Linked DNA regions of Gossypium raimondii: region 2 is linked to region 1. A link is a contact called in public Hi-C data. All regions are on one chromosome and are shown on one strand. Each heading gives the region's core, a stretch centred on a gene start, on an enhancer-like site or on the middle of the called end of the contact. The rest is flanking DNA. Distances are from core to core; before and after follow the strand shown.

Evidence for each region. A called contact is a pair of places that touch in the nucleus more often than the background predicts.
Region 2: a Hi-C map of leaf shows a contact between it and region 1, with 3 times the contacts expected there. The contact joins the promoter of LOC105781809 here to the promoter of LOC105783848 in region 1. A contact is called at or near these places in 2 of 2 Hi-C or Micro-C datasets (both in leaf).

The regions. Positions count from the first base shown.
Region 1 is chr13:13,379,040-13,382,580 of ASM2569854v1, reverse strand. LOC105783848 (mitochondrial uncoupling protein 3) reads right to left here and starts at 1,972. Exons shown (of 2, transcript XM_012609528.2): 1 at 1,475-1,972; 2 at 154-1,066. The coding sequence starts at 1,864. The coding sequence ends at 524. It overlaps LOC105783419 (anaphase-promoting complex subunit 2), which reads left to right and starts at 2,668. Exons shown (of 16, transcript XM_052626665.1): 1 at 2,668-3,034; 2 at 3,111-3,423; 3 at 3,531-3,541. The coding sequence starts at 2,801.
Region 2 is chr13:13,525,446-13,529,097 of ASM2569854v1, reverse strand. It overlaps LOC105781809 (transcription factor MYB106), which reads right to left and starts at 2,092. Exons shown (of 3, transcript XM_012606333.2): 1 at 1,890-2,092; 2 at 1,639-1,768; 3 at 846-1,566. The coding sequence starts at 2,031. The coding sequence ends at 897. It overlaps LOC105784511 (a long non-coding RNA gene), which reads left to right. Exons shown (of 4, transcript XR_001130551.2): 4 at 1-225.

The DNA.
Region 1 (3,541 bases), core at 723-3,222:
TGGTGTAGAGTTTGGCAGTAGAATTGAATAAAAAAATTAATATAAAACTAACTCATACCATCATGTATATATATGTTATACATAAAATAATAGACCTGCATTTCATACTTCTCAGCATAAACATTATACTTAAGAGGATTGATTAGCTTATACAGATGTAAAATTAGTTTTTTTCTTATATGATCTTATAGTTTCATGTAAAGTTTTGAATCAATTCATCGAAAATACCATTTTTTATTCGTCCTACATACCGTACTTACAAACTTGAACAGGCCACAACATGCACAAGAAGCACAACCGATCTCGCATTTACCGCCAAGGGACTGCAAATCACAACAAGGTTAACCTTATATGGGAAAAATGCCATAAAAAAACACTACATAGGAAGCAGACCATCAAAGCAGAACATCTTCTGCCCAATGCTGGTATTCAAGTTATTGCCCCTTGGAACAAGAAACCGGTAATAACATCTGAAACTATCCCGTAAGTATGTTGGCATCTGAAGCCTGATCAGGTCCATTAGTCAGAAGGAAGAAAGCCCCGAAATTTGTCGGAACTTCTCGTAAGATACCCAGAAAAAGAATTGCCAAGGACCAAGCCTTGCCCATGTAGGAAAGAAACCTTTCCACAATGCTGTTAAACCTTCGATTTTCACCGTCTTCACCAAACAATCATATGAGCTCTTGTACATAACATTCCCTTCCTTACTAGCCGCTTGATTCATCATTCTTGTCTTCACAACATCAGCCGGACAACTCAGCATTGTAGCAGAGAGACCTGACATGATCGATGCCAATGTGTGTGCATAGATGTTATCATCAGATATCTGATTATTTATAACAAAACGTTTTGCATGATCATAACAGGCTAGTTCACCCATGTTCACTAAGAACGCCCTCTGAACATTTGGCAAAACCCCTTTCCAAAGACCTCCAAGACCTTCCATGGCTACAATTTTGTTAAAAGCATCAAAGAGTCCTTTGTATCGTGGTTGAAGACCCTTGTTTATCAAACGGCCATCCGCTTGCATCCTCACCTTAACAAGATCAGCTGGACTTGCCACAAACTGTACTACTAATACTATTACATTCCAAATCAATACTTATAATAATCAATCTTGTCAAAAATGTAAGTGCATAAGCAATAGCTGGATGGCTAACACTGTTAATTGCTATGAAATAAATTGTTCTCAAAAAGCAACCTAAAACATTAGGCTGAAATATAATTTTTTTACTGGTTGAATATAATGGACTGAATTTTTAAGTCACCATAACGGTGAGATCAAATATCAGAAAAAATTTTCATGTCATCGATTTATTATAAGTAGTGGGATTAAATCTAAAATTTCAGCATAACAGAGCTACTGGAACCTTTTACGTATTTAAGAAAAAGTAATAATCCCAATTCATTTTTTTGGCAATTTCAAGAAAGCAAATTAATCTCCATGATTTTGATTCAGTATTTGAAGGCAAACCTGAGCAATAGCGCCGGAAATGCCACCTACAAGCGCTTTAGAAGACAGAGAAAGAGAGCCATCGGCGCTCACCAAATTCCTTAAATTCTCGTAACCGACGATCCGAATGGGAGTGTAGAACAGATGCCTACTAATAGCCGGGGAGAGACCTTTATACAGCCCTGAAACGCCTTGGTCACGGACGATACCGGCGGCGACACGGAACGAATTGGTGGGACGGCGCGTGGAGGAGGAGAGAGGTTGAGACTCGCCGTGAAGCTGGAGCCTTGTCTTGGTTAAGTCTATGGGAAAGGTGGAAGTTTCCGCCACCATAGCCGATAGTGACGTCAACAAGATCTTAATTCCGGTTCGGGTTCTGGTTTCTTTATGTCCATGGACATTTGCCTTCATTTGATCTTTGAGACTTTGAGAGACAACTAAGCTAATGGTGGGTTTGAATGAGCGATAGGGTACAGTGTGGTGCTTTTAGCTTACTTTTTGTCTCAGTTACAATATCTAATCTCCCCGTTGCAGCTGTTTTTACACTAACCGCAAGTAAACGCATCGCCCATCCAAACTCACCCTAAGCTAGCTTTGAAATAAATAAGTTGAAAAATGTTATTCTGGTTTTAGTCCCTCTTATCATAATAAAATTTAGATTTCATCCTTAATTTTAAGTTGACCTAATCTCACGTCTACTTCTATAATCTTTTAGTATGTCTAAATTAATTATTGCCGCTGAAAAAATGCCCCAAAATTGAATGTTATTTGAACAGTGACAGATTTTACCATTAAGTTTTGAGAGAATTTAAATTAATTTTCAAAAAAATTTAGGTTTTAATTAAAATTTTAACAAATTAAAGGCTTAATTAGAATTTTTAAATTTTTGAAAAATCTAATTAAAATTTAAAAATTTGAGGGCTTAATAGAAGTTCTAAAATTTTTAAAGAGGCCTAATCTAAAATTTTAAAACTTTAAGAGGTCTAATGAAAATTTCTAAAAATCATGAGGGAATAATTAAAAATTTCAAAAATTTTAGGAATCCAGGTACTAACCATGTTCCGCTTTCACAAGTTGACTATAAGAAAGTTGTTAGAAAAAAAATAACGTCATAGAGGGACTAAAATTTAAAATAGACCAAAAAATGGCTTTTGAAATAAGTGAAACGACACATGTCATGCGTCGTTTAGGTGGAAATTGAGCAAAAGCGATTCATGGCAGTGGCGGTAAAGAAGAAATCGAAAAAATGGAACTAAAAAATTCCACAGTTCAATTCTAAGCTGAAGTAGTGAGACCTAAGTTAGGGTTTTTCAAAGCAAGGAGAGGATTTGTGTTATTTTCTTGTCAATGGAGTCATTAACTTCTTCTCCAGTGTGCAATCTAGGGATTTTGACCAGTCTCGACAACGACTCCGTCCAAGAAATCCTCCAAAGCTACGACGGTTTCTGCACCGCCGCTAATTCTCTCCTCAAAAGCTCCGGCGATCTCTCCCTCGAACATGACTTCGTTTCTCATGTTCACACTCTCTGCAAACACGGCCTCCATATTCTCTCTCGGGACTACTTCCTTAGATTACTAGAGGTAATAATCGGTTAAGCCATTGCAGTCTCTTTCGAAATTAAATTTTCTTGATTTCATTTTTTTTTCTAAATTATAGGAAGCCTTTGAGAAAAATGGGGCGTCGAGATTTTGGCGCTATTTTGAGGATTATAGCAAAATTGAAGAAGATTTAGAGAAGATTGATGAGGATGAGATTCAAAGAGTGCTTTGTAATGCTTTGGAGGAGATTTGTTTAGAAAAAGAAAATCAAGAGAAATGCTTGTTAATGTTAGTTCATGCACTACAGTCCTATATGGATAATTTGACTGATGGAAAGCCCGACTTTGATGTGGGAAAAGTCTATCTTTTCTCAAAGTATCAATTAATTGTTTCCTCCATACTTATGGCCAACCTACCTCGACATTTTCCCGGTATGAAATTACTAGCTTTTTATTGAAAAAAAGGTCAGTTCTTTCGTTGTGCATAACTGGGGTTTTATTATTTGATTATTAGCTGATAATTTCATTGATGTTGTTAGAGGTGCTTCAC
Region 2 (3,652 bases), core at 843-3,342, 150 kb before region 1:
AACACATGTGCTCTATCACCCTGCCTTAAGCCCCAACGTTGTGCCCTGTTAATTGCTTAGATTACTTGCCTTGTTAATTAAAATAGTTAAATCCATAAATGTTTTATCGATTCTAATACTAGTGACGAATAGCATGGTTGTGTATGTCAAAGTATGCAATTAATGTTGTGTGGGTATGCAATCTAATCTAAATAAACTCCGCTAGTGTGCATTTATTGGTAAGAATTAGGGCTCTTTGTTATTAATACTATATATAAGTTAAATCTTAAACACTAAGTTATAGGGTTGTTTATTGATAAGAGAAATAATTTGAATGAGCTACTTCTTGGTTATTGACAGACAACAAGGTAATGGGAGATTGGTTGTTATGCACTACATTGGTAACTATAACTAATTTATTAAAGAACATTGAAAATTGTTTTGAATCAATCATTAAACTTGTAAATCAAATGGAGATTTACCTTTAGATAAAGCTTTATCTCATTGAATTTTCTTTCAATTTTAATTATTGGTTTCTTTGCTAAGTTTTAAATTTAATTTTAGTTTTTGATTCTCTAGGAAACCCCAATCATATTTACTTTACTTGTTTTTATTTAAGAAATAAAGTTATTACCAGTATCTATGGATAAAATCATACTCACTGCTATCTATTAAATTTATATTTTTTAGTAGGATTTTATTTTGTAGATTTGGACAACAGTACACAATTTAACGGAATTGTTTTCATGGTTTCATCAATTGGACTTCAAATATTAAATAAAAAAAAGTTGAGGGGCTAAATCATGAAACTGAAAATAGAGACTAAATTTCAATGTGTGAAGAGTAAAGGGACTGGTAGCACATAATTAAACTTTTCTTTTTAATAATGTTTTCTTAACTTGCATTAAAGTTGAACTTCATTTCATGACATTATGATCATATAACATAGACAAGCCATATGGTGAAGAATTCACCAAATCGAATACACTGTCGCAGCAATTACTACTGCCGACAGCCATGGGTACATTTTCATAATTTCCTACCCTAAATGAGTCCTCAAACCATTCATCAATGCAGCCATCCGTTATTGTTTCCTCAATTTCTTTCATTTGGTTCGAGTTTTCAATGCATTTCAAACTATCATCAAACCCCATTTCACCATCTGTGTAGCTAGTGGCATTCAGTCCAATGGCAGGGAACCTAAGCGTTGAAGTTGGGGAGCCAAGGTCTTGGGTGGGGAAGGCAAACATGCCTGCAACTACGCCTTGCCATGCTTTGAGTACGTCAAGGCACCTGGGCCTGAGCTGAATATGATTGAGGGTAAGGTGGTTCTTTGGGTGGATGGGGTTTGGGATGACCTGTTTGGAGTCACGGACCAACCTAGCTTCAGCCTCCAGCCGAGCACTTTCCCACTGAGCCATGTGGGTTAAGTTTGAACCAGATGGGAAGCTTGAGGCATCTGTACGAGGCTTGTGAGTCATGGGATCAACGCCAAGCTTTATCAGCCTTTTCTTGAGATGTGTATTCCAATAGTTCTTGATCTCATTGTCTGTTCTTTTTGGCAAGTGAGCTGCCATTGCTGACCACCTAAATAAATACATGAAGATGATCAATCATGATTTGGCTCAATCGCAACATTAATAACAAAATATACTTTACCTGTTTCCAAGAAGGGCATGGAGTTGAATAATGGTGTGTTCTTCTTGTAAGCTAAACTTTCCTCTTTTGATATCAGGCCTTAGGTAATTAATCCACCTCAATCGACAGCTCTTTCCACATCGTTTAAGTCCTATATATACACAAAATCCATATAAATCTTTTCAATCCATTTCCTTAGCTACAACCAAACAACATATATAAATATATAAAGATTAAAGAGTGGGAAAATAATAATATAATTAAACAATCACCAGCTTTCTCAGGCAAGGCACGCCAGTTACCATGGCCATGCTGTTGAATGTAAGCCATTAGTATTTGGTCTTCCTCAGCCGTCCACGGCCCTCTCTTCAAACCCACCTCCTTATGCCCATTAAACGGCAGCCGCCACCCCATTTTTCTTTTCTTTTGCACAAAATCGAACGTTAATCTTGTACCCAATAATTGAAACAACGGTTGAAAGTGAAGAGTGATAGTGATGGGTGAAATGGAGCGAATATATAGGCAAGGGGATCACCCAAAATGATAAATTTAATTTTAATACTTTTAAAATTTCTGAAATTATTATTTATCCCTCAAAATAATAAAATTTGAATTTAATCTTTTTAACAATTTTAAAATAATACAATAATAAAACTATACTTTTAACCCCTTTAACATTTAATAATGTACTTTTCAATAAATTCTCCCTTTCGTAAGGCAAAAATCAAGAGGAATAACTATAAATTAATGCATGAATGAAGTGTAAATAAATTAGTCCAACTACTTGGTGAACATTAATGACCCCCACGTATTGCTTCCCATACACATGTTTTGTTTACCTCCACGTGAATATTGCTTCCCATACATTTGTTTTGTTTTTTTACCATGAATATTGCTTCCTAAACATTTTTATACTTAAATATCTAAATTGTGCAGATTGAAACATAACTCGACTGGTATAGACATTGTTTTCAATGTAGAAAGACACATTATCTTCCTATTTATGTGTCACATCCTAAAAATGGGGTTAGAAGAAAAGAGTTTGTTGTTGATTGATTAATTGGATTTAAGCTTGAATACGCATGATTGTTAGGCTTTGATTGCATGATGGATGATATGCATTTGCTTAGTGAATTATTGTTATAGGTGCTTGAATGACTTGCTAAACATTGAGACAAGCTTAAAATGACCAAATGGTAAGGTATGAACCTATAATGCACTTAGAAATGTATAAGATGCAAATTAGACATGTTGAGTAATATAGATTGTGACTTTAGGTTAACATGCTAGTATAGCTAATTGGTTCGAATGTTAAAGTATGTTACTATATGTTTTAGTGTAATTGAGCATGATCTGTACGATCTATGTATGATATACGATATGTTAGAATAGGAAATTTGGCATGAAAACACAAAATAGTATGTGTGGATTGGTGTCAATGTGTCATATGTAGGTTTTGAGCATGTTTGTTATCATTGCAATTGAGTCCTGATCTTTATGTTATACAATTGGAGTCCTTAAATGCTATGAAATGACTTGAAAATTTGCATGATTAAGTCTTATATGGATAACTCCATAATTTTACTCTTGATTTTATAAAAAGGTTTTACTAAATATTTTACTAAATTTATGATTTAGTCCTTAAACTTTGCTTTTAAAAAATGAGCTTTACTTATCAATTCTAGTATTTCCTTTCAATTATTGTCCTTATTAAATTTTTATACTGTACATATGAATTAATTGTTGAATTATGAATGTTACTTATGTTGAATGTTAAATCATGATTTCACCCCTGATGTTGGTCTGATCAAGAGTAATGCTGCAAAAGTTTTTTTTTTAGAGTCATATTTACCTTGAACTATATGATTGATGAATATGCATGTACATAAATTTATGTGGTGTGATTGGTGGTTGTACAGAGGTCACGTAAGTGACTAATGTAACGTTCTAGATTTGGGTCGGTCCGTCCCGGTCGGGTTTGGTGTGCCACATTTTGTCAAGTTTGTGAAACCAAAACGGGTCACGTCCCAATGTA